Linked DNA regions of Arachis hypogaea: region 1 is linked to region 2. A link is a contact called in public Hi-C data. All regions are on one chromosome and are shown on one strand. Each heading gives the region's core, a stretch centred on a gene start, on an enhancer-like site or on the middle of the called end of the contact. The rest is flanking DNA. Distances are from core to core; before and after follow the strand shown.

What was found. A called contact is a pair of places that touch in the nucleus more often than the background predicts.
Region 1: a Hi-C map of leaf shows a contact between it and region 2, with 1.8 times the contacts expected there. The contact joins the promoter of LOC112783827 here to the promoter of LOC112783016 in region 2. A contact is called at or near these places in 2 of 8 Hi-C or Micro-C datasets (both in leaf).

Annotation. Positions count from the first base shown.
Region 1 is chr20:125,235,056-125,241,507 of arahy.Tifrunner.gnm2.J5K5, forward strand. It overlaps LOC112783827 (signal peptide peptidase), which reads right to left and starts at 3,591. Exons shown (of 12, transcript XM_025826898.3): 1 at 3,366-3,591; 2 at 3,124-3,229; 3 at 2,688-2,803; 4 at 2,425-2,576; 5 at 2,237-2,322; 6 at 1,613-1,740; 7 at 1,404-1,454; 8 at 1,002-1,088; 9 at 805-874. The coding sequence starts at 3,163.
Region 2 is chr20:125,038,642-125,044,690 of arahy.Tifrunner.gnm2.J5K5, forward strand. LOC112783016 (sulfite exporter TauE/SafE family protein 3) reads right to left here and starts at 1,336. Exons shown (of 13, transcript XM_025825746.3): 1 at 1,136-1,336; 2 at 504-817. The coding sequence starts at 728.

The sequences.
Region 1 (6,452 bases), core at 2,341-4,840, 200 kb after region 2:
AATCACAAAACTATATTTTTATATTAAATGTACGATTTTAGTTATTTAATTTTTTTATTAAATTAACAATTAATTTTTATACGGTATCAATAGGAAATAAATTACTATCTTATTATACTATTTTAGAAAAATTTGGTATCTCTTATATATATATATATATATAGTTGGTTTTATATTTCCTATGGCACTATATAACAATAAAAAACATCAATTGAAACAAAAAAAAATCGAAACTAAAATTGGTTTTCCACCAAACGAATCAATTAATTAATATCAAAATTTATTGAAGTAAACATATAAAGACGAGTAGAGAGATTCGAACCTTTGTCCCAAAATAAAAAACACCGTGTTTTGGTTTGAAAACGTTTTCAAAAGTTAAAACTGAAAAGACTGAAAACATGAAAATAGCCTTTTTTTTTTACTTTGTTATGTTTTTTTTTTTTTTTGAAAATGCTTCCGTTGAAAATATTTTTAAAATGTTTAATCACTCATATTTTCATGTCTTATTTTCATTTTCATCGAAAATGGAAATGAAAACACTTAATAAACCAATCAGCCCCTAAAGTGCCAGTCAAGGCACAGGCTTACTCACACCTGGCTTAGCAAATTCATGGGGATTTTATGTACCATGGGCCTCCCAGAAAATTGCCAATATCATTTGGTATTCAATTCCATCTCGTTCTCCCAGAAAAGGTACAGACATAGTGTAAGAGAGTCTAATACCAGATATGTACTTTGAACCGCACTAATCATTACGGCACAATTTCATAAAATGAACTGTGTAGAGAAGAAGACTGATCCTACCAGGGATAACAATATCACCAAGCCCAAGCATTGAAAACGGCCTTGCAGAATCTGCTGTGGGGAACAGAAGCTGTGAAGAATAACAGAACTATAAATCAGGAAGAAACTCAGTTGATTAAAGATTTGAGTGACATTACACTATAAAAATTCAAATGAAGATGGATAAACAGAAGTTTCCAATTCAGTAAGGTTTTAACCTTTATTGGAGCATCAAAAGATTTTGCAACGCTGACCATAACAGGAGTGAAGAAAACCCAGAAGATGTCATATACAAATAGACCGGCCTGCAAAATACACGTATACAGTAAAAAAGAGATAAAAATGAAAGCATATAATTTATCTTCTAAAAAATCATCAAAGATCTAATTATATCAGCATGGAATAAAATATATTATTTTCAATTCAAAATATTTACAAGCTTAAATTAGATTGCAAATATCAGAATGAACTGGAGGGAGGGAGAGAGATGTTATTTTCAATCAAGATGGAGGCCCTTCATATTTTATTTTATTTAAATCAAAACAAGGGGAAGAGAAAAATTCTCCACAAATAATAATAAAACTTACATCAATTACTTGGAGAAAAGAAAAATAACCTACCAAGAGAATAGCACCAGTTTTGAAAGATCCTAGAGATAACATTTCAATTCCCTGGAAACATTAGAGATGGAACCAATGGTATCAATTACCATGTAGTAAGCACTAACAAAACTGAAATTCAATTTTACAGACAACCATAATAAGATAAGCAATGGACTTATTTAATTTTCTTCATCAAGCCTGTCAATCTAAGGAATGAAGAATCAAACCTGAATACAGAAAGCAAGACCCAGTATATTATTTGCCAGCCAATGCTTCCTCAAAGCATACCACACACAAAAGAACGTGCCAGGGATAGCAGCAACAATCTGTGATCTTGTAAACTCAATCTCCAGAGCTGTGTAAGAAAGGAGAAAGTAAAAACATCATTCTGCAAGATAGAAGCAGATAAGGTCATCCCAATCAAATGCAGCAAGCAGCTAGCAGCAGCAAAAACACCATAATGAAAGTGTATAATCATATCATCATCATCACAATATACTAAACAACACATAAAGAAAGCAACAATGTAGGTAGTAAGCTCTGTCACCAGTCAATGATTAATGATCATATTAATCGTACAGAACATAAAAGTAAAATCAAATAGAAGAATTCTTTAGTAAGCAAAAAGCTAAACCACCATCAAGAGTATTTAATCTAATCAGAGCATAACACCCTTCTAATTATTATGCGAACACATGATATCTGAATAAATTAGTATATTTATGTTTATTACTTGGTTAAACATCTTATCCATAGTATAGATATACATCACAGCATCAAAACAGTCATCAATTCTAATATTATGGAAAAAACACAGCAGTCATTAAGGAGGCAGGCATCATGTCAAATACATCGAAAATATGGGAAGCGCCAGACTATGACATCCTCGTTCCACTTCTTTGGCAGATACCGTTTGATAGATGGTAATAGTGTTGCCCTGTAGAGATTATAAAAGCAAATGTCTAATAAGCAGCAAATATATCCAAAACGACTGTTGACCATATAAGCAAGTACACTGGACAAAAGGAAAAGAACATACGATAATGCAACAATCCCGAGCACAATAAAGTAGGCTGTCAATACAGCGTTCACCAAGTCCTTGGAGAGAAACTTGAAGAGTAAGAAAAGGGACAGTAACATTGCACTCCCAACAAAAGGAAATCGCATCGCATGTTCATTGGACATTGTCTCCTGCATAATCATACCCAGTGCGAATCAGAGAAGTCGAAGGTCTAAATCTTGAGCCACAAAAAGTAATGCAGAGCATAGAATTGGCATTAACAAAAAAAGAAAACTACTTACAGTTGGAGGAGTCGGTTTGACAGAACGGTAACAACCCACAAACACAGTGAGGCAAGCAGTCAAAATGACATTCAAATTCGGATCTACTTTCACAGCAAGCGGTGCTAAGGTTAACCCTGCCATGACAAATAAAATGCCATTAATGTATAGTGATCAGCATTCAAGGAACAGCAATGGAACCACACAAGAATTTCATATTAGCATTATCAACATTTCACTAAACAAGCACATTAACATTCCATATCATACCAAACCATATCATACACTAATCTAAATAGTAAAATTTGAGACCTTTCTCAAAACAAAACCCACCCAATTTCATACAAAACAGGAAATGCTTTGAACTATAGTTCTCATAATGCTCGTTAATACTATAAACTGAAACAAGAAACCTTGAATTTCACTAAAAGAATGAAAAAGAATATAAAAAGCAAACCTGCTAAAGCCAAAAACGCAACCCGCTCCGTGTTCTTCATATTGTTAAATTTCTCTTTAACAATTCTAGATCTAGTGAAGTCAACCGTAGCGAGAATGGGACTACCCTGCGACCAAGAATTTAAAGAAAAAAAAATCAAAACCCCGCAAGGGATCAATTGGAAACGGGTTCACCCCAAATAATGGATGGAAAAAAAATATAATTAAAAATTGAATATTGATATGGTTGGGAGTGAAATGAACCTTGAATCGGTGAGGCACAAAATAGAGTAGCGGATCGGAGAAAGGGAAGGATTAGGGTTTAAAGTAGTAAAACAAAGAGAAATGAAGAAAAAAGAGGGTTAATTGAGAAATTTAGATATTTTAGAGAGGGCAAGCCATTTTCAATGAAACGGTGGATTAGAGATACTTTCAAGTTTCATCCCTCTTTTCACCAAACAGAACTCAATAAATAAATAAATAAATATACACATTTTATTATACAACTACTAAGTTAACAATCTAAATAAAATATATATTAAAATATAAAATATATATTAAAAATAAATTAAATAATATATATATATATATAATGATTAATTTTTAATTTATACGTAATATTATTGTTTATTTATTTAATATTTAATAAATTTAAATTAGATTAGATTAGCTTTCAGAGAATCAGAGTAAGGGACCAAGGAAAGGAGCAGGGCGGTTGCCGATTGATAAAATATGAGAAATGGATGTGAAATTTCATTAATTTTAGATTGAATAAACTATGTGAAATGGATGTGAATTTTATTATAAAATGATTAATTATAAAATAAACTAATAAACTAATTCTTTCAAGAAGAAAAAAAAAATCTGTGAGATCAGAATGATTTTCAAATACTTCAGAAAGTAAAAAAATTAAAATTTAATTTTAATATATTAAGAATATAAAAAACTACAAATACATTTAATTATATATTGTCATGTTAATAAAACTAATTGACGTTTACAGGTAATGTGTAAATAATAATAAAAAAATATAATTAAATAGTTATGTGTTAGTGTAAAATAGTCTATAATTTACATTGTGAATATACCAAAATTAAAGTAAAGAATTTATTCAAAAAGACCAAAGTGTTTTCTTATAAAATAAAGTTTCGGTTTTTGGCTGCTTGAGTTTAAGAAAAGTGGGAAACCGAATGAACCACGTCAGTTGAGGTGTTCTAACCAATAACAACATGGCAAGTGGATTATTACATTATTAAGTGACTACAACTACTGGAATTTTTCATTTTGGAAACTTGGTTAATAATTTGACTACACTAATGAGAAGAGAAAGAGGGGGATTCTATCTTTTGACAAAAATAAATGAATTTGACAATTCTAATAAAAATGTTTTAACGGCTCTGATTTGACCACATATTCTATTGTTAATTTACTCCATTTCAGCTGTTTTATATTTGATTTTATTTATATTTTTAAGATATTATTTTGTAAAAATTTATTACATATATTGCAGGAAATAAATCTTTTAGCAAATATGGTAATATATTAGAAACGAATATCTATCTATCTATTTAATATATAAAAGATGAGTCGTGATGAAGATGATAAATTTTGGATTGATTTGAATGGATTTTATATAGATTCATATTTATTCATCTAAATAGCATACTTTTGTATTTTCTCTTTAAATTATATTTAATTGTGAAAACATGCTATTTTGTACTTAATTTAATCAATTTTATTCCACTTTTATTCCATTCCATGCTTTGATATTTTTTATAAGTGATTTAAGATGTAATAGGCATGAATGACTTGATAAAAGTGGAAGATAAGCATGCAATTGAGAGAAAATATAAAGAAAATAAAGGAAAAGTACACAGTCATGTGTACGTACGCACAACATTCTGTACGTACGCATAAGTACCAGCGCGTGATTTCTTTAAAAAGTCACGTGGCTCGCGAATTGGAAGGTTTCCAGACCCATTTCTAAAAGGTTTTGAAGCATATAAGAAGGGCTAGCAACACCATACAACACCATACATTACACAACAAACTTAGGATAGTTTTAGATAGTTTTAGGTTAGATTTTTCTCTCAATTTTCTTAGGGTTTAGTTAGGGTTTATACTACAAGTTTGCATTTTCCAATTTTAATCTTGGATTCTAGCTATTTCCATTGTAAGTATTTTTTAATTTTCTCTTTTATTACACTACTTATTCTACACTTTCTTATATTTTAGTTCATCTTATCAATACATATATACTTTTGTAATTTTGATTTCTAGTTGATTAATTTGATATTTAGTGGTTATTTTATGTTTGTTGAGTTGCCATTGTTGACTATGTTCATTGGTTGTTCTTAGTTTCAAGTAATTTTATAAGTTTGCCATGTTTTGTAAATATGCCTTCCATGTGTTTGATGAAATGTCAATTTTGATTATGAGGTAGATTCTCACTCCTCGACTTGAGGAATTGAGTATATGAAATACTAGAGTCATAATGTCCAACATTCAGTGATAATTCTTGGGTTGTTAGTTATTATTGTTTCCACTAACGCTAGCTTTTTACTAAGGTAATTAGTAAGTTACCTAGGATTTGTGGATTAATAACAATTATGCTCACTTGACTTACTCTTCGATGTTAAAGGTTGACTAGGTGAGATTAATCCATTATAATTATTATAGTTGTGGTTATGGTAAGGAAGGGATTCCATAACTCATCGCAAGTCAAAGATTCCATCTATGTTTTGAACCATACTTCAATCATTTTAGAGCTTTACTTGTCCATATTATATAGATAGTTATTTAATTCCTTTATTAGTTCATTAGTTGCAATTTTGATTGTTCTTTTATTCCTTTATTTGGTTGCTTCATTATTGAAAACCCCTTGATCTTACAACTAAAATTGTGCGCTTGTGGTCAATAGTTCCTGGGGAAGACGACCCGAGGTTTAATTACTCTCGGTTCTTTTTATTTGAACTAAACTTTAATTGAGAGGATCCATTGCCGGTTTGGACTATACTTGCAACGGAAGTTATTTTGTGAAATTCCGAATCGGCACAAATTTTCTCTATCAAGCCGCAAAACAATAACTCTCGTTCTGGAATCCCATCGCGTGTCTCCGATTCTGCTTTTATGATGTATAATTTTTTAAAACCACAACTCGACAAATACACTGAATCGTATCAAGTAAGATCACGGGAGTGGGTTATCGTTTCTACGAGGATTAACAGATTAAGCAAGTAATGGTTAACTGATTATTCTAATTAGACAAGTGAAAACTTGCTTTGAGATTATTTAAATACCAAAACAATAATTTAAATGAAAGCAACAATAATTGAGTAGAAAAAATGATAT
Region 2 (6,049 bases), core at 86-2,585:
CATATTATAATAAAGATATATTAACATCCATTTATAAACTTCCCCGACACAGAATAATAATAATAATAATAATAATAATAATAATAATAATAATAATAATAATAATAATTATAATACAATAGAAAAAATGAACTTTACATCAACACATCAGCAATCACAATAAATTCAATAAATTCTAGCAGCACTTTTTTTTAGCCAAAGCTGCTACATAACATAACTGCACTACCAATTTGAAAATAATAATAATAAAAAAACTCTTTTTTGAATCCCAAAATACATTTAAAAGGGTCAGCCAAAAAAAATCAAAGAATTCAAAAAGGTTGTTGAACTTGTATACCATTCACTACTCACCATGAGAGTTAAAACTGAAAAAGAAGACTTAAAAAACTGAACAAAACAACACCAAATCTCTTTTCGCCTTTGGAAGATTAAACAATATCAGACACACAAATCAAGTGAGGAAAAAAGAAAAGAAAAAGCAAAAGGATAAAGAGCTTAATTACCGGCCACACATGTTGATAACCTGATTCATTAGCTTGCCATAAGAAATTCACAGCTATGTTCAGGAAACTCTGATCTTGTTGAGTAACATTGAACCATGGAACTTCCATCTTCATCATCCTTTCACCAGAAACAAACACCATAACAGATGCAAAACACAGCAACAACATCCATATGGATCCCATTCCCACAACACCCTTCAACCATCTTCCTCCAAACTCAGCCATAATCAATTTTTTCTCACTTTTTTTTTCTTCAACACAACTCCTTCCTTTTCTACTCTTTCTCTTCAAAAGAAAGTTTGAATCTTCACCACCTTATAGTATTAAAAAGAACTATATGGGGTAAAATATTTCACGTTTCTGTGATCAAATCTGTGCTAATTTTCTAAGATAAACAGAATTTGACAGCTAGCAAGTCAGTTAAGGCAAGCAATTGACGATTATAAGAAAGAGTTTATTTTAATTTGATGTATGCGTCTATGGCTTAAATAAATGATTATATTGTAGAAAAGAGGGGCGAAGAATTAAATTAAAATTGAATGAGCAAACTTCCAAGGAGTTCACTTTGGCGTGAAGGAACAGAATCAGAATCAAAGATAGTAACAACGCAGATACGAAAAAACAATGAGTACTTGTTGATTGGGAAGAGAACAAAACAACGATTGAGCTCAAGATTGAAGCGTTGATGGGAACTCGACACAACAACAAATTTTGCAGTGAGTTTTGGCGAGGTGACGAAAAACAGCTCCTTTTTCTTTTTCTTTTTCTTTTTTTTTCGTTAGTTTCTTTCTCTCTCTTCAAAAATATGAACTTGTGAATAATTATTGTAAGTTTGGAACTAGCAACAACGTATTTATAAAGATTTTTTTTTTTTTTTTGGATTGGTAAGAATAGTACTAAAGAGATCAACCAAGGAGGAAAAAATAAATAAAAAACTTATAGGTACCGGAGTTGAATTTAATTTTGATGTAGTTTTAATGTTTTATTGTAAAATATTATATAATTATTTACATCTTTTTAAGAGACTATTTTCTAATTTCTACCATATATAAAAGGTCATTATTATTGTGGTGGTTGTTATTATTATTATTATTATTATTATTTATAGATATATAAAAAATTAGTCACTATTTATAAATAATAAAATATATATATAGAATTTAAAAATAATATTTTTAATATTAAAATTAATCATTAAAATTAATCTGTTATATATATATATATTGTTTAATTTATTTATAATATGTATTTTATATTTGAACTAGTTTATGTTTTTGTGTTTTGTATGGAAAAGATACATAAAATTATATAAAAATTTTTTATTAAAAAAGTAAACTAAAAATATATATAATAATTATTATAAAAGTTAAGTACGATTTTAGTTTTTAAGGTATAAATCAAAAAAAATTTTCGTTCCGAATTTTTTTTGATAATTAATATCAGTCTTAATTCATATATGTATTATTATTGGGTATTAAAAATAAATTTTGTTTGTATTACTAATATTTTTTTAACTTTCCTCACTCAATCTGTAATTAGGTTCAAAAGCTAGTCTATCTCATTGAAAACAAATGTAATATAATCAGTTTTTATCTGAAAGTACTATACATTGACATAATCATAAGAGAATCAACTTTAGCTCGTTAACAATATGGTGTTTGGTTACTACAGAAATATTTTTATATAAAATTATCAATAAATCATGTATGCCTTGTGATAAAAATAATATATTCAACATGAATATTGTTTGTTAGGTAAAAGATATAACAGGTTAACAAAAAAAATCATTACCATGGGTATATTTATTTTAACAAATATTCTTCTATCTAATACTATAAAAAATACACTGACTATCCTGAATTACTACAGGTTTAACTTCTATTGACAGTGATAGAATACCTAAATTGAGACATTCCGGACTATAGTATTCATCAAACAAACAATCAATAAAACACGTATCCATGTTTTCTCATTTTGAGTAAATTTACGCATAAAAAAAAGAAAAGAAAAGAAGAGCTGAAATAGCAAGAGCGATAAAAATGATGATTCTCATAATTTTGTTTGACTATTTATATATAAAAGACCAGAAGACTATAGTTATCTAACAAAATTAATTTATATTTATTGCATTTAATTTAATTAAGTAAGAAATTATTTTATTTTAGTGTAGTCCTTGATTCACATTATTTGAATTTGGCTAAATACATATGATTTTATTTGATTTAATTATTAGTTAAAAATATCTTAGTTGCCTATTTTATTCATAGATTTATTATTTTAATGAATAATAAATTAATTAGTTAATACACATAATATAATTAATTTGATTTAATAAAATAAAAAAATCAATTAGAAAATACTATCAGAATATTAAAAGAAATAAATTAAAAAATATTAATAAAATATATTTATATAAATTATAATAAATTTTGTAATAATTTAAATATCTAATCAAATTAATTTGTTGATATAATTAATTTATTATAATAAATTACATTTAATGAGTTAAAAAAATAAATCTAAAAAATAATCTCAAAAACATGTCATGTCAGCTCTATCGTTAAATATAAAAACCTAATTTTGATATAATAGAATAGAAGAATAGATAGATATGTATTTTTTTTTTGGTGATTATTTTATACTAGTATTTATATTTAGTAACTACTAATTTTAGTATACATCTAATATAAAATTTAGTATAAAATTTTAAATATTTATTTATTACAAATTTTATATTACAAACAAATATTTTTAATTATTTATTTATTACAAATTTTTATTCTAATATGATAGATTTGATTATTTTAATAATTGATTATTCAATTAGAAAAATATGTGAATATATATATATATATAAAGCACGTCTAAAGACATTTTTATTTAATCAAGAGTACTTATTTTTTGTTGATTAAATAAAATTTAACTTTTATTTATTATATTTTATATTAATATTTTAATTTTAAAATTTAAAATTTAAAATTTAAAATTTAGAATTTAAAATTTAAAATTTAAGTTCAGATTTTTAGTTTAAAATTTAGTATTTAAAATTTAAATTTTGCAGTTAAAAAAGTACTATACTTTTTATTTTGTAAAGAACGCATTAGTATTCGTCATGTATAAATATGTATTAGTATTCGTTATATATAAATATTGACAAATATATAATGGCTAATTTAGTAGCATATATAAAAAACTTTTATGATCATAAAAAAAATGTAAATTAACATGTATAAAATAATTTTAAAAAAATAATAAAATTTTAAATTCACTCTTTACAAAGTTATTTAATGGCATAAATCATATGAAAATTATGCTCCTACATTACATGAAATTACATAAAATTTAAATACAAATATTATTTATATATTAAAATTAATTATTAATATATTTATATTTTAATATATATTTTATATTATGATTAATTCTAGTAGTTAATTTTAATGTATATTTAGTATAATCGAAATTAAGCTCATAGGAAAATTGATCAAGTTCATATGCTGTTTTTTGTTGTTGCATTATATTAGAAGAGGCTCGATCTCAAAATTTCTATCCGGAAAGGAGGAATAAATGCCATCATATGGCTCAGGGGCAGTTCATATACTGATATACCTTAACATTAACATTTATAAGAATTAAAAAAAAAAAAAAAAAAAGACCAACATAAGGATGTGGGGTATATTCGATTCAGAAGTTAATGACCAATTGACCCACCTACCTACCATAGTACCATGTTGCAAATGTGCTGATATTCGGAGTTCAATCCCAGTTAGCTAAATGCTAACGACTACCATATAGCTTATCAAAATGAACAGGAATATGGTTGACCAAAAATTAAAAGAGAAAGTGTGTTTAGACTTTAGAGTCAATATTGCTTAGTTAATATTACAATCAACATTCAATATTAAAAAAAATCAAAATTTTTAAAAATCAAAATATTTTAAACATAATTAGAAGAATATCTAACACTAAAATTCAATAAAATTTTATCTTTAATAAATTTATGCTAAATTTATTTGATAATTTATTATAATATTATTTAAAATTAACAGATATAATATTAGTTCTCTAAATTACTCATTAAAAAATAAATAAAAATAAACATCGACTCTAGACATCTTTGAAAAACATTGGTCCTTTTTTTGAATAATATAATTTTTTATAATTATATTATTCATGATTCTAATTGTTATAATTATATTGTAAATTTATTGGTATTTATGAATTAATATGTATGTGAAAAAACTTATTAAAAATAACAAAGATATTAATTGTCCCACAAAAATAATTGTTAAAAATACAAATTAATAAAAATTTATTAAGAATTAAAATGTCTAATTTAGGGTAAAAACCCTAAATAAACCAATGCTAGTTTAAGTTTACGCAAATCACCCAAACAAAAAAAATGTTACATGCATGTTCCTAAAAGACATTTTCAAGCAAATCAAAGTAAGCATATTCGATTTAGGTTCGTTGATAGAAAATCGAAATAACCATATTCGATTTAGTAGTTTTTCAAGCAAATCGAATCACACTCATTCGATTTTATGCATGCATGGTGAGGGTTCCTAGTAAATCGAACGAGCCCAATTCAATTTACCATGCTCGTCATGTCCATGAATAAATCGACACAGGGCAAGTCGATTTAGTATGTATTCAGCAAGATATATAAATGGATATAACTTAATTCGATTTACTAAGTCACAAATGTATATAAATAGCTGTTAAATGTGAAATCCTTATCATAGTGATTTGCAATGGCTAGTGTGAGAGTTTTTAAGTTTTGGTGTACTATATAGGATCGATTAAGAAAAAATGCGTTCTGGAATTAAGTTTACTGATAAGGATTCGCTTAGTGTTTTTTTCAAACCTTGAACGAGTTTCACTGAGTTTCATAATACTATAATCCAAAAACTGGGGCTGCAAGGCATGAAACGGGTGGAGAAGTTATTCTACAGAATTTCGATTTTCGTTTTGCGAGATAATGTGAAGTACGATTCATTCGTCATAAGCAGCGACGAAGATTTGCAAGTTCTGTTCCATTGTCATTGGCAATTCCCAGAGGTGAGGACCCCTGAGCTGTTGGCCAAACTTGTGGATGTGATCTCTAGTTCATGAGGTTCTAACTAGAATCCTCAACCTTCAGCCACAGCTGCCTGCTCTAGTTCAAGGTCTGTTCGTGTCTCTTTATCTCTGTCCGTGATTCAGCCTGAGGCAGATTTGGTTGCCTCCCCATCCTTCGCTGCTGATCTAAATCGCACTCGTGACAGAGAAGTGGATAACATTGGACCCTTCGATGATGTTGCGATTGCAATAGCCGGCATTCCTGATGTGGTACTGGAATTTCGACAGAGTGGAGCACCGGATGGTGTGGAAGATGTATTTCAGGATGAGGATGATGATGATGTGGAGTCCGCCACGATGGCTGATGATAGCGATGATGAGTTAGTAAGGAGTACTCCAATTGGGGTAGTGGACCGGCTAGTTCAGAAACTCCGCAGTACCTCCTGCACTTTTTAACTTTGGACTTGGATGCCGTGAGACAGCAG